Linked DNA regions of Mus musculus: all the other regions are linked to region 1. Evidence: chromatin contacts called from public Micro-C and promoter capture Hi-C data. All regions are on one chromosome and are shown on one strand. The core of a region is the stretch at or near the end of the contact, and the rest is flanking DNA. Distances in the headings are between cores, read along the strand shown. Region 1 overlaps Tanc1 (tetratricopeptide repeat, ankyrin repeat and coiled-coil containing 1). Region 2 overlaps Cd302 (CD302 antigen). Region 3 has its middle 15 kb from the start of Gm39831.

Region 1 (3,391 bases), core at 252-2,751:
AATAACTAGGCATATAGCATGACCCAGCAGGGTTCCTGGCTTGAAGTCGGTTGGAAATTGAGTTCAGGGTGTATTCTGTTGTGGCTTTGAAGTGGTTTTAATATGGATTCTGCTAGGTAATTATGTCAGAAATATTAAGCCGTTTCCAGCAGGCAGCAGTTCCTGCTGTGCAAGGAGGCTGACAGAGCAAATGGATTCCTTTGGCCTTGAGAGTGGTGTGCTGTGTGTGGCTCTCATTTGTAAAGCCAATTCTTCGGTGCTTCTAAAAGAAAAATTACTATTCTACGTCAAGCTGCAGGTTTATCCATGAGGTTCTGGCTGCCTTAGAAACTACAACATTTTTTTTTCAATCCAGTGTCTATTATACTTGAAATTAAAATGTATTTCAGAGAAACATGGTTCTTGAAATAACAGTGAAATTAGATGTGATAAGATAACTGGATGCAGAAGGTGGAGACTTAGTGATTTTTTTTTGCAGTTCGCAAATACCTTCTTGCTGAGCCATCTTTTTCCTTGCTGTGTGACAACCTGTGAGGGCGATGTAGTCTGAGATCGTTCAGACTGCTCAGTGGCCTGGGTCCTACTAAAAAGACACCTAGCCATCCGGGTCCTTTTCATGCACTGTGAAGATTTTTACAGGGATGGCCTTCAGAATGGTGGTTCATCTTAGAGCCCCCTGGGAAAGAATAACTTTGTGTGATTTTTGATTCGTAGAAAGGGAAGATGAAGGAGGCAGCCCAGAGGTACCAGTATGCCTTGCGGAAGTTCCCTCGGGAAGGACTCGGAGAAGACATGAGGCCGTTCAATGAACTGAGAGTCTCCCTCTATCTCAATCTGTCGCGATGCCGAAGGAAAACAAACGTAAGCTGGGAGCTGTTGTCTGTCCCAGTTCTTTGGCAGTAGGTGAGGGCCAGGCCCTCGACCCAGTCTGGCGACTGACTGAGGTGCTGTGGGGGCTGCTGCTCTCAGGGACCTCTCATAGGTCACAGCCACTGTCCACCTCACCAGATGCTGATGGAAAGCACTCGGGTTGATAGAATGTGCTTAGGTTGCGTTTCCTTTGCTTCAGCAAAAGCAGCAAAGGCCAGCTGTGTCCGGTCCCCGCCAGCTGGGTCTGCCAGGGTTTTCAACAGTCGAGGACGCTTCCTTTCCACATTCAAGAAAAGTCCAAGACAAGTGTCCACACAGTTGACCTGTCTTGTGGTCCTTGGGTTTGCTTAGTAAATACTCCCAGTTTACAACCAGTAGTGGTCAACTTGTACTTTGTTAGTAGTAGACATTTTGTAGTTCTTCCTACTGATGTTTTGAACTTCGCCCCACTCCCTGTCCCACCCCCAGCTCCACCCCTACCCTTAGCCCCACCCCTAGCCCGCTCCCAGCCCCTCCCAGCCCCACTCCTAGCCCTAGCCCCACCCCCAACCTGCTCCCAGCCCCACCCCTACCCCAGCCCCGCCCCCAGCCCCACTCGTAGCCCTAGCCCCACCCCCAGCCTGCTCCCAGCCCCACCCCTACCCCAGCCCTGCTCCTAGCCCCAGGGCCTTCTGTGTGCAGCTGTGCTGCTTTCTCCTGAGCCATAATTGCTGCTTCTGAACTGGGTGCTTAAGGATAGTCATAAGCTCTGATTATGTATCTTAAACAAGTGTGGGGGAGTCGGGTAAGGGAATGTGCCTGCCCTGCCCCCAGGACCCCGCAGGGTCCCCATGCTCTGCTACCCTTAGGGCAGCGCTCTTAGAAGACAGCCCTTTCTCTCAGCGCTGCTTCTGACTTTTCAACTGTTGCTACCAGGACTTTGGTTTGGCAGAAGAATTTGCTTCAAAGGCTCTGGAATTGAAACCCAAATCCTACGAAGCCTTTTATGCCCGGGCGAGAGCAAAAAGGAACAGCAGGTACTGTCTGGGGTCACCCACGTGACTACTGGGGCATTTCTCTGGGAGGTCAAACCTGCTAGTTGAGTTTGAGGGTGTTTCCCTTCATCAGAGTTATTACACACTTCTCCTTCCTTTCAATAAAATCCAGTGGCTTCCAAGAGGCACGGCCATGGGCGTTACTTTTAGCGGCTAACGTTCATTTTCTTGACATTCTGGTATCTTGCCCACCGTACCAGAACACCCTCTGAGCTCTTGTCTCATATGAGACAGACAAAGAGGGGTGACAGAGGAGCAGAAGAGTTAGAAAGGGACATGAGGAGGGCCAGAGAGGGCCTCAAGCAGAAACCAGTGCTTAGAGGGACAGGATTCTGGCACCCTCTGCCCTGGTGTCTTTATAGATAGATCAGAGGCCCAGAGTCACCAAGCCCTGGGTTAGAGTACAGCACTGTTCTGTTGGCTCAGCAACTCTGGGCCAACCAGGACTTACCCAGCAAGTCCCTGGACCTCCCCCCTTTCCCTTTGAGGACAGCTAGCTTAAGGACAGTGCACCCAGAGCCTGCTCAGATGTGTCCTCTAATCTTATCTTATACTTTCATATGAAGGCAGTTCCTGGCAGCTCTGGCTGACCTGCAAGAGGCTGTGAAACTCTGTCCCAACAATCAGGAAATCAAGAGGCTCCTGGCCCGTGTTGAAGAAGAGTGCAAGCAACTCCAGAGGAACCAGCAGCAAAAGCAGCAGGGTCCCCCACCAGCTCCAGCCAATGACTCGGATAATGAGGAGGATGCGCCAGCCTCTAGTTTAAAGGACCACTTCCCCATTGAGGAGGCGGAAGAGGAAGACACCTCTTCACAGGAAGAGTCCATTTCCCCGACTCCCAGATCCCAGCCACCACCGTCTGTCCCTTCCCCATACATCCGCAACCTTCAAGAGGGATTACAGTCCAAAGGCAGGTCAGCATCCCCACAGAGCAGGGCAGGAATCAGCAAGTCCCTGAGAGAGACTGTAGCCCAGTCAGGCTTGGTTATGCAGCCTACCAAACAGGCACAGATAGTGAAGACCAACCAACATCTGGGTTCCGGGCAATCTAGCATGAGAAACAGTAGCACAAAAATACAAGTTTCTTCTCAGAACCCTCCCCCGAGTCCGATGCCGGGTAGAGTATCTGCAGCCCCTGCCGTGAGCAGAAACCAGCATTTAGAGGGAACCGGTCCCTTCACTGCAGGAACTGGTTGTGGCCACTTCGGGGATCGGCTGGGCGCCAGCCAGAGCCTCCAGCTGCAGCGCAGTGAGAGCGGCACTGCGTATCCTCTACCGAGCAAAGTCAAAGCTGCCGAGAGGCTCCTGGCTCATGCCTCCGTGGCCGTGGACATGGCTCCTCCAAACCAGGGCGGACCAGTGAGCTGTAGCGATGTGCGGCACCCGGCTTCCCTCTCTAGCTCAGGCTCCTCTGGCTCTCCATCGAGCAGCATAAAGATGTCAAGTTCCACCAGTAGTTTGACTTCAAGCAGTAGCGTTTCAGACGG
Region 2 (3,391 bases), core at 586-3,085, 430 kb after region 1:
GAATCAGGCTGCAAAACATCTCAGTGTTTTAAAACCAATTTTACCTAATTTGCTAAAATACATTTGAGCCATACAGGAGGCCAGTCAGCCACTTTTGCTTGTGTACGATAAACAGTTGCTCATCTGATAAATACATAGGTTGTATTTTTAATAAAAGGGTAAACAAGGTTTGACAATGCGCTAAGGTAGGGTCATGTCTTTTTACGGTTTACAACCTCCAATCCAGTTTACGTTATTAGGATCTATGCTTATGTCTAATGTAACTACTGTACATTGTTGAGAAAGAGGAAGGTACCCGGCATGGCTGTGCACCCCTAAAATTCCAGCACGTGGGAGGTGCAGGCAGGAGGGTCATGAGTTAGAGCGGAGCTGGAGACCAACCTGGGCTTTCCAGACCGTGTGATGACCTTGTTTTGAAACAGATGTAGAGACTGCAAACAGTTTTTTGAGAACAGCTCATTTAACAAATCTCTTAAGGCTAGCGACATTGCTGTTCTGCTCAATTCCCAAGAAATAAACTGGGTATAATGGAAACTGTGTCTCCCCCCTACTCCTTGCCCCTGCTAAAAGCCAACATGTCAACACCATTTAATAGCTACCAACTTTTCCAGGGGGAATAAATGTATTTATGTACAATGTGGCCATGCAGTCTTGGTACACACACTTTTTTTTAATGATTTATTTTAATTTTATGTGCATTGGTGTTTTGGCTTCATGTATGTCTGTGTGATAGTGTTGGATCCCCGGGAACTGGAGTTACAGACAGTTGTGAGCTGCCATGTGGGTGCTGGGAATTGAACCTGGGTCCTCTGGAAGAGCAGCCAGTGCTCTTAACCACTGAGCCATTTCTCCAGCCCACTTTTAATCTCAGGTCTCAAGAGTCTGAAGCAGGAGGATCAAGCACTCCAGACCAGCCTATGTACAAAACCAGAGCCTGTCAAAACCACACCAAACTATGTGCTAGCTCAATAAAACTATATTTCCATTTATTCCTTTCTATAATGAATATGATTTTAATTAAATATAGGTAGAAAACGTTATAGTCTTTCAAAATGTTTTACTTGTGATTTTTCAGAAATTGTGCTTCTTATTTAATTTTTTTATGAGAGGGTTTATTATATTGGCTTATATGAAATTCTATAACGCCCATTTGCAAACTGGAGAGCTAAGGGGAGCTACTAGTGGCTAAGTACAAGATGCCTTAGAACAGGGCCTACATCTGGGGCTGAAAGACAAGAATACTCCTAACAATAGTGTGAGGCCCAGAGTCAGAGGCTGAAGAGGCTGCAATCAGGTCCAAGGGATGCAGCAACCACATCTGCTTTTGAAAGAAGAACGAGAGGGGGAGGACATGTGTCCCTCTGTCCTGTCTACTTACTTGCTCCAGCTGACTAGATAACACCTACTCACTCCAGGGCAGGCGCTTGCATACTGTTTGTGGATCCATAGGCTTCCCCCGACCCGTTCCATGTGGACACTCTCGTAAACATCCCCAGAAGTCATTTACCAACTATCCCGGGCACCCCTCAATCCAGTCAGGTTGATGACTGGAATCAGCCGTCATGGTGGGCATTTGTTTCTGTTTTCACACCCCACCCCACCCCCAGTGACATTGGGGACTGAAGTAGCCCTTATTTTTTGAGACAGGGTTTCACCATGACAGCTCACAACTGTCTGTTGGAACCCCTGGTCATCCTGCTTCTATTTTCTAATTGTTGGGATTATAGCTGGGCGTCACCACACCCAGACACTTCCTTGTCCCCTCCCCTTTACCCCCTTTCACTTTGTAACCTTGGTAGCCTGGATCTGCCTGCCTTTGCCACCAAGTGCAGGGATTAAAGGCAGGGAGGCCTCTCTAAGTAATGGAGTTGGGAGTTTCAAAAAAGTGTGATGAGGTAATCAGGTGGATTCTTAGTTCCACCACAGAAGAAAAAGCCCCTTTAAGGAACTCAAGGCCAGTCCCACCAGCTCATATTTCACCCTGAGGTCTGGTGGTTTTAGATTTAACTAAAGGAATGTCAAGACAACAAGAGGGTAACAGAAGCTTGTCTTTGGGACAGAGCCAGATACATGAGCTGTCTCTACTCCAAGCACACCTTTAACAGGACGGGTAAGCAGTTCACTGGTGGAGCACACACATGTGTGGGGACTTGGGCCTACAGAGAGAATTCCAGGACACCCAGGGCAGCAGGGGCAGGCTGGGGCAAGGGCACACTCAAGGAGACAGAAATTTTGTTGGGGTCCTCTGACAAATGCTTGTAATCTACTCAGGAGACTGAGGCAGGAGTTTAAGGCCAGGCTGGACAATGTGCATAATGAAAATCAGTCTTTAAAAAAAAAAGACATTTTGCTGAAAGTGTGAGATATGTCTGTGGTCCCAGCTACTGAAAGGCACTTACCTGCCTACTTAATCAGCGAGAGAGAGCCTGTGTCAAATATTACTTGTTAAATTTGAACTGTAGAGCTGAGATGCTCGAGTGGGTAAAATGTTTGCCTCACAAACATCAGGACTGAATTCAGATGACCAGAACTCACTGACATTGATGCCACAGCCCATGTACGAACTCACGGTGTCCCTGGGGCTAGACAGGAGGTAGAGACAGAAGCCTCCAGAAGCCCACAGCCAGCCGGCCCAGGCATCTGAAGCAGTGAATAACAAGAGACCCTGTCAAGCAAGATGGAAGGCAAGGACCCACTGCAGGCTGCCCTCAGTATTCAGCCACATCACTGACATGAACAACAGAGCTGCCTTGGGGGTGGGGGTGGGGATGGGGGGGTTGTGGGGCTTTTTGTCTGTTTGTTATTCTATAAAATCATTTAAACTTGTTACTGAAAGGAAATAAAACTGTAATTCATGTAATGTATGTTAAATAGCCCAAAGAGTTGTTTCTGAGCTTTGAAACCTGGGGCTGAGAACATAGCAGAACAGACCAGGACATGCCCGGGCAAGCCCATCGCCTCCCTAGCTCCCACCCCTCTGACCTAAGTTAAATGTTACAGGCTGCTGATGTTTAAATGGACCAATCATGTGAAACCTCGCCAATTCCTCCCCCAGCCCCACTCCTTTTCTATAAAAACCCCTAGCTTCCAAGCCTCGTGGTCGAATCCACTGTCTCCTGTTATGTGAGATACGTTTCGACCCGGAGCTCCGCCATTAAAAAACCTCTTGTTGTTACATCAAGGTGTTGTGTTCTATTCGTGATTCTTGGGTGCACGCCGAATCGGGAGCTGAGTGGAGGTTTCCCCACTGAGTTCTTTCATTACATGTTATGAAACTGGAATCCAAAGAGAACAATTTGCCAAGACATGTAATAAGCATTGACTTTGCATTTAGGAATCCTATAAAAGGAGGGGGGTGTTTGTTGTTTGTTTCTTTTACAGTAAGTTGGTA
Region 3 (3,391 bases), core at 323-2,822, 310 kb before region 1:
ACAACCAGTTCAGCTGCTTTTTCTCTTTAACGACCTAAGTATCTGCTATAAAATTTTCCTTTCAAATAAATTGGAGGTCTGGCTTTATTCTGTCCTGAAGTTTGCAGCTAAATATTTATGTATGTTCTGCGGGAAGACAAGAGACTGTGGGGCCTGTAGTAGAACTTCTCAGGTAATATTGAAATGGCCGTCGGAGTCCCTGACCTGTGGATGCTGTGATCTGCCCCAGTGAAAGAGGTGTTGGTTATCAATTTCACCCTTTTAATTTTCTCTAGTTTTTACTTTGCTAGTCCAGTTTTTACTTTTGCAAGATCTGAGATGGCATTGGATCATGCAGGTGTTGGTAAGGTGAGAGAAACCCTTGAAAGCCTCCGGTGAATGCACCTGAAGTGGCATCTAATTTTCCACCCAAAGGGGCCACACTCACTACCTGAGAAAACCAGGAATGATGCAGAACTCCTGTCGCTCCTTTGGATTCTTTTCCTGCACGCACTCATTTCTATCATGAAGTCCTGGGCCATGGCTGCAGGTTGCTGAGAGCAGATGAAGAAAATTTCTGGGCCTCCTTCACTGTCTCCTTGGAAACTTCAAATTTAGTTTGCTGTGGCTACAACATTCCTCAGGTCGGGCGGTGGTGGCTCACGCCTTTAATCCCAGCACTTGAGAGACAGAGGCAGGCGGATTTTTGAGTTGGAGGCCAGCCTGGTCTACAGAGTGAGTTCCAGGACAGCCAGGGCTACACAGAGAAACCCTGTCTAGTAAAACAAAAACAAACAAACAAAAACAAAAAACAAAACAAGATTCCTCAGGTAACATGCCGAGACCTGCCAGGCCTCCTGAGAAGGAAGACTTCTACTACACCTCAAACCAGGTGTGTACTTCTAGAACATTCTTAGTACCACACACAGACACACAGACACACACACACACACACACACACACACACATTCTCTCTCTCTCTCTCACTCACACACACACACATCATCATCATCAAAACAAACCTCTCTGACTTCAGCTTCTGACCATGAATGTCCTTTTCTGGACTCTGGCTCTTGCCATCCCTGTAATAAGAATCTCTGTGGCTAACCTTGGCCGACCTGCATAATCAGGTATCCATGCATCTCAGGATCTTAAATCAGTCACATGACAACTACCTTGTGTGAGCTAGTTCATTCAGAGACTTCCAAGACCAAAAACAGAGGTGATTCCGTCAAACATAATCAGACCCTGCCAGGTTTTCTCAGCCTAGCCAATCCTGGAGTTCAGTGCCCCGACCCCAGCAGGTTTAAGCCTGGCCAGCTCTTCTAAGGCTCCAGGCTGCAATCAGTCCATGAGCTCCTGCCTGGCTTCACAGCATCGATGCAGCTTGGAGGCCTGAGCATCAGGAAGAGTTTTATAGGTCAGCGCAGGAATTTCAATCTCGGTGTCACGGACACAGTGGGTAAGCACAAAGGGAACACAGTTAAAATGTGCTTATACTTCGGCCAGCCCCCATTCTTTCCAAGGCCTGGCTTCTGAGGGTGTAGCTCCACGGGGGTGGAGCTGGTCCAATTTCATGCAGGACAATTCTGGGAATTCTAGGATGCTTAGCATCCCAGACCTTTGCTCTATAAAGTCTCGCCTCATCCTCCTCCCCACCAACCATTGTGACAATCAAAACAGACTCCCACGCACTTCCTAATGACCACTAGCAGGGCGGCATTGCCAAAAACCTCAGGCAGGACGATGCTTATCTGTGTAGTTGAAGGTCCTCAGGGAGAAACTGTTTCTTAGAACACAAACAAACACTTGGTCAGGTTTTAAATGCTGGGTCCCAAGTAAAACCCTAAACTCTGAGGGCTAAGGTGGCTCCTGGGGAGGTTTGTGGTGGGGGAAAAGGAGCTGTCAACTTCTCCATGATCCCCACTGCCAGCTTGATGACCTCAGTGAGAGTTCAAGGCCAGCCTGGACTACTTGAAACTGCACTTCAAAACAAAAACAAAACAAAAGCCAAGAGGTGCTCCCCACTCTTCTTGCTGATGGGTTGATGCTACGTTTCGATATGGTTTGTCCATTCTGAAACTCCTGTTGGAAATTTGGCTGCTACTGTGGGTGTCTCAGAAGGTGAAGGCTTTGATGCAATAGTTAGAGGAGAATTACAGCCTTTCCTGAGGGACTGAGTGTACGTTTGAGTGAGAAAGTTGTGATAAAGTGTACCCACACCCCGTGTTCCATCTCTTACACAGATTGCCCTTCGGTTCTCTGCTGTGTTCTGACCCACACACGTGGTCATGGATTCCAGAGTCACGAACTATACCCACCGCTACACTTTTTAAGTTACAAGGTCTCAGATGTTTTCTCATAGCAACAGGAAATGGTATATGATTGCGTGTAACTGATTTATCTTCTCTGATGGGGTTTTGTGGGGTTTTTTTAGAGCTTCCTCCATGGGAATCTTTGTCACAACTCACAGTACCTAAGAATGCTTTACATGGCCTGAGGTCATGGCCCCGCATCCCTATATCCTTGGCAATGTACATGTATGTCCTATGTACATACAGAGAGGATAAATATGTCTTTCCATGGAAAAGAGGGCAAAATCTGGAAGTCCATTTTTGTTCCATAGATGGTGTCCACGGCCTAACTTTGAAATATTATGCCTATCGCAGCTCAACACGGAGCTGAGCCTTCCATTGCAATATCCTGCTATGGTTACAGATTCAGAGAGCATTTCCAGGGCAAACAATGTAAGAGATGATGCTCAAGTGCTAAGAATCGCTGAGTCCCTGAGTTTTAGGTTTGTTTGTTTTGTTTTGTTTTGTTTTGTTTTTCTTTTATAACCCTGGCTGTCTCTGAACTTGATCTGTAGACCTGGCTGGCCTTAAACTCAGAGATTACCCCTGCCTATGCCTCCCAAGTGCTTGGATCAAAGGCATACACCATCACCACCCAGCAGGTTTTCATAGCTTTGACAAGAGTATTTAACTCGTGTGTGTGTGTGTGTGTGTGTGTGTGTGTGTGTTCGTCCCAATCTGTTTTCAAGCTGAATATTGGAGATAGTTCTTCAGATTCCCTTGCGCAGTAGAGCAGTTAACAAGGACTTTTTCTCCCAGTCAAAACTCTGGGAAGCTAGGCATGGCAGTACATGACCATAGTCCCAGCATTCAGGAGGCTGAGGCAGGAGGGTCATGACTTTAATTCCAGCCATGGTGACACAGTGATGCCCTATCTCAAAAGTAACATAATATAAATGGGTTCCTTTCTTCACAACTTAATGTCTTAAAGGCCAGAAGCCTGCTACGTTGTATCACTCTCTCCTCCAAAGGGCTTTTGGGACCCAAGTAACTTGCCGTTCATTTTGTGCATAGACTCTCCAGAATGTCTGGAACACAGAGGAGTGACTAACAACTGT

Evidence for each region. A called contact is a pair of places that touch in the nucleus more often than the background predicts. Capture Hi-C pulls out chosen DNA fragments and counts their contacts.
Region 2: a contact with region 1 is called in a Micro-C map of embryonic stem cells, with 2.3 times the contacts expected there. The contact joins two enhancer-like sites. A contact is called at or near these places in 1 of 484 Hi-C or Micro-C datasets (embryonic stem cells), 2 of 115 datasets of contacts at active chromatin or transcription factors (both in embryonic stem cells) and 1 of 9 other capture datasets (embryonic stem cells).
Region 3: a promoter capture Hi-C map of adipose tissue shows a contact between it and region 1. The contact joins two enhancer-like sites. A contact is called at or near these places in 1 of 15 datasets of contacts at CTCF or cohesin (large pre-B cells), 16 of 484 Hi-C or Micro-C datasets (Th2 cells, bone marrow-derived macrophages, embryonic fibroblasts and 8 more), 7 of 115 datasets of contacts at active chromatin or transcription factors (embryonic basal ganglia, embryonic stem cells and stem cell-derived neural progenitor cells) and 1 of 9 other capture datasets (adipose tissue).

The regions. Positions count from the first base shown.
Region 1 is chr2:59,840,225-59,843,615 of GRCm38.p6, forward strand. Tanc1 (tetratricopeptide repeat, ankyrin repeat and coiled-coil containing 1) reads left to right here. Exons shown (of 27, transcript NM_198294.3): 25 at 715-861; 26 at 1,786-1,886; 27 at 2,471-3,391. Among named protein-coding and RNA genes, the nearest start is that of Wdsub1, 41 kb to the right of the region's middle. Within about 2 kb of position 1,502, at least 96 of the 459 cell types and tissues checked have an H3K27ac peak or open chromatin away from gene starts, as enhancers often do. A contact at or near this core is called in adipose tissue and embryonic stem cells, where this site is marked.
Region 2 is chr2:60,265,761-60,269,151 of GRCm38.p6, forward strand. All of the region lies in intron 2 of Cd302 (CD302 antigen), which reads right to left. Among named protein-coding and RNA genes, the nearest start is that of Cd302, 17 kb to the right of the region's middle. Within about 2 kb of position 1,836, at least 38 of the 459 cell types and tissues checked have an H3K27ac peak or open chromatin away from gene starts, as enhancers often do. A contact at or near this core is called in embryonic stem cells, where this site is marked.
Region 3 is chr2:59,525,524-59,528,914 of GRCm38.p6, forward strand. No RefSeq gene overlaps it. Among named protein-coding and RNA genes, the nearest start is that of Gm39831, 15 kb to the left of the region's middle. Within about 2 kb of position 1,573, at least 15 of the 459 cell types and tissues checked have an H3K27ac peak or open chromatin away from gene starts, as enhancers often do. A contact at or near this core is called in adipose tissue, where this site is marked.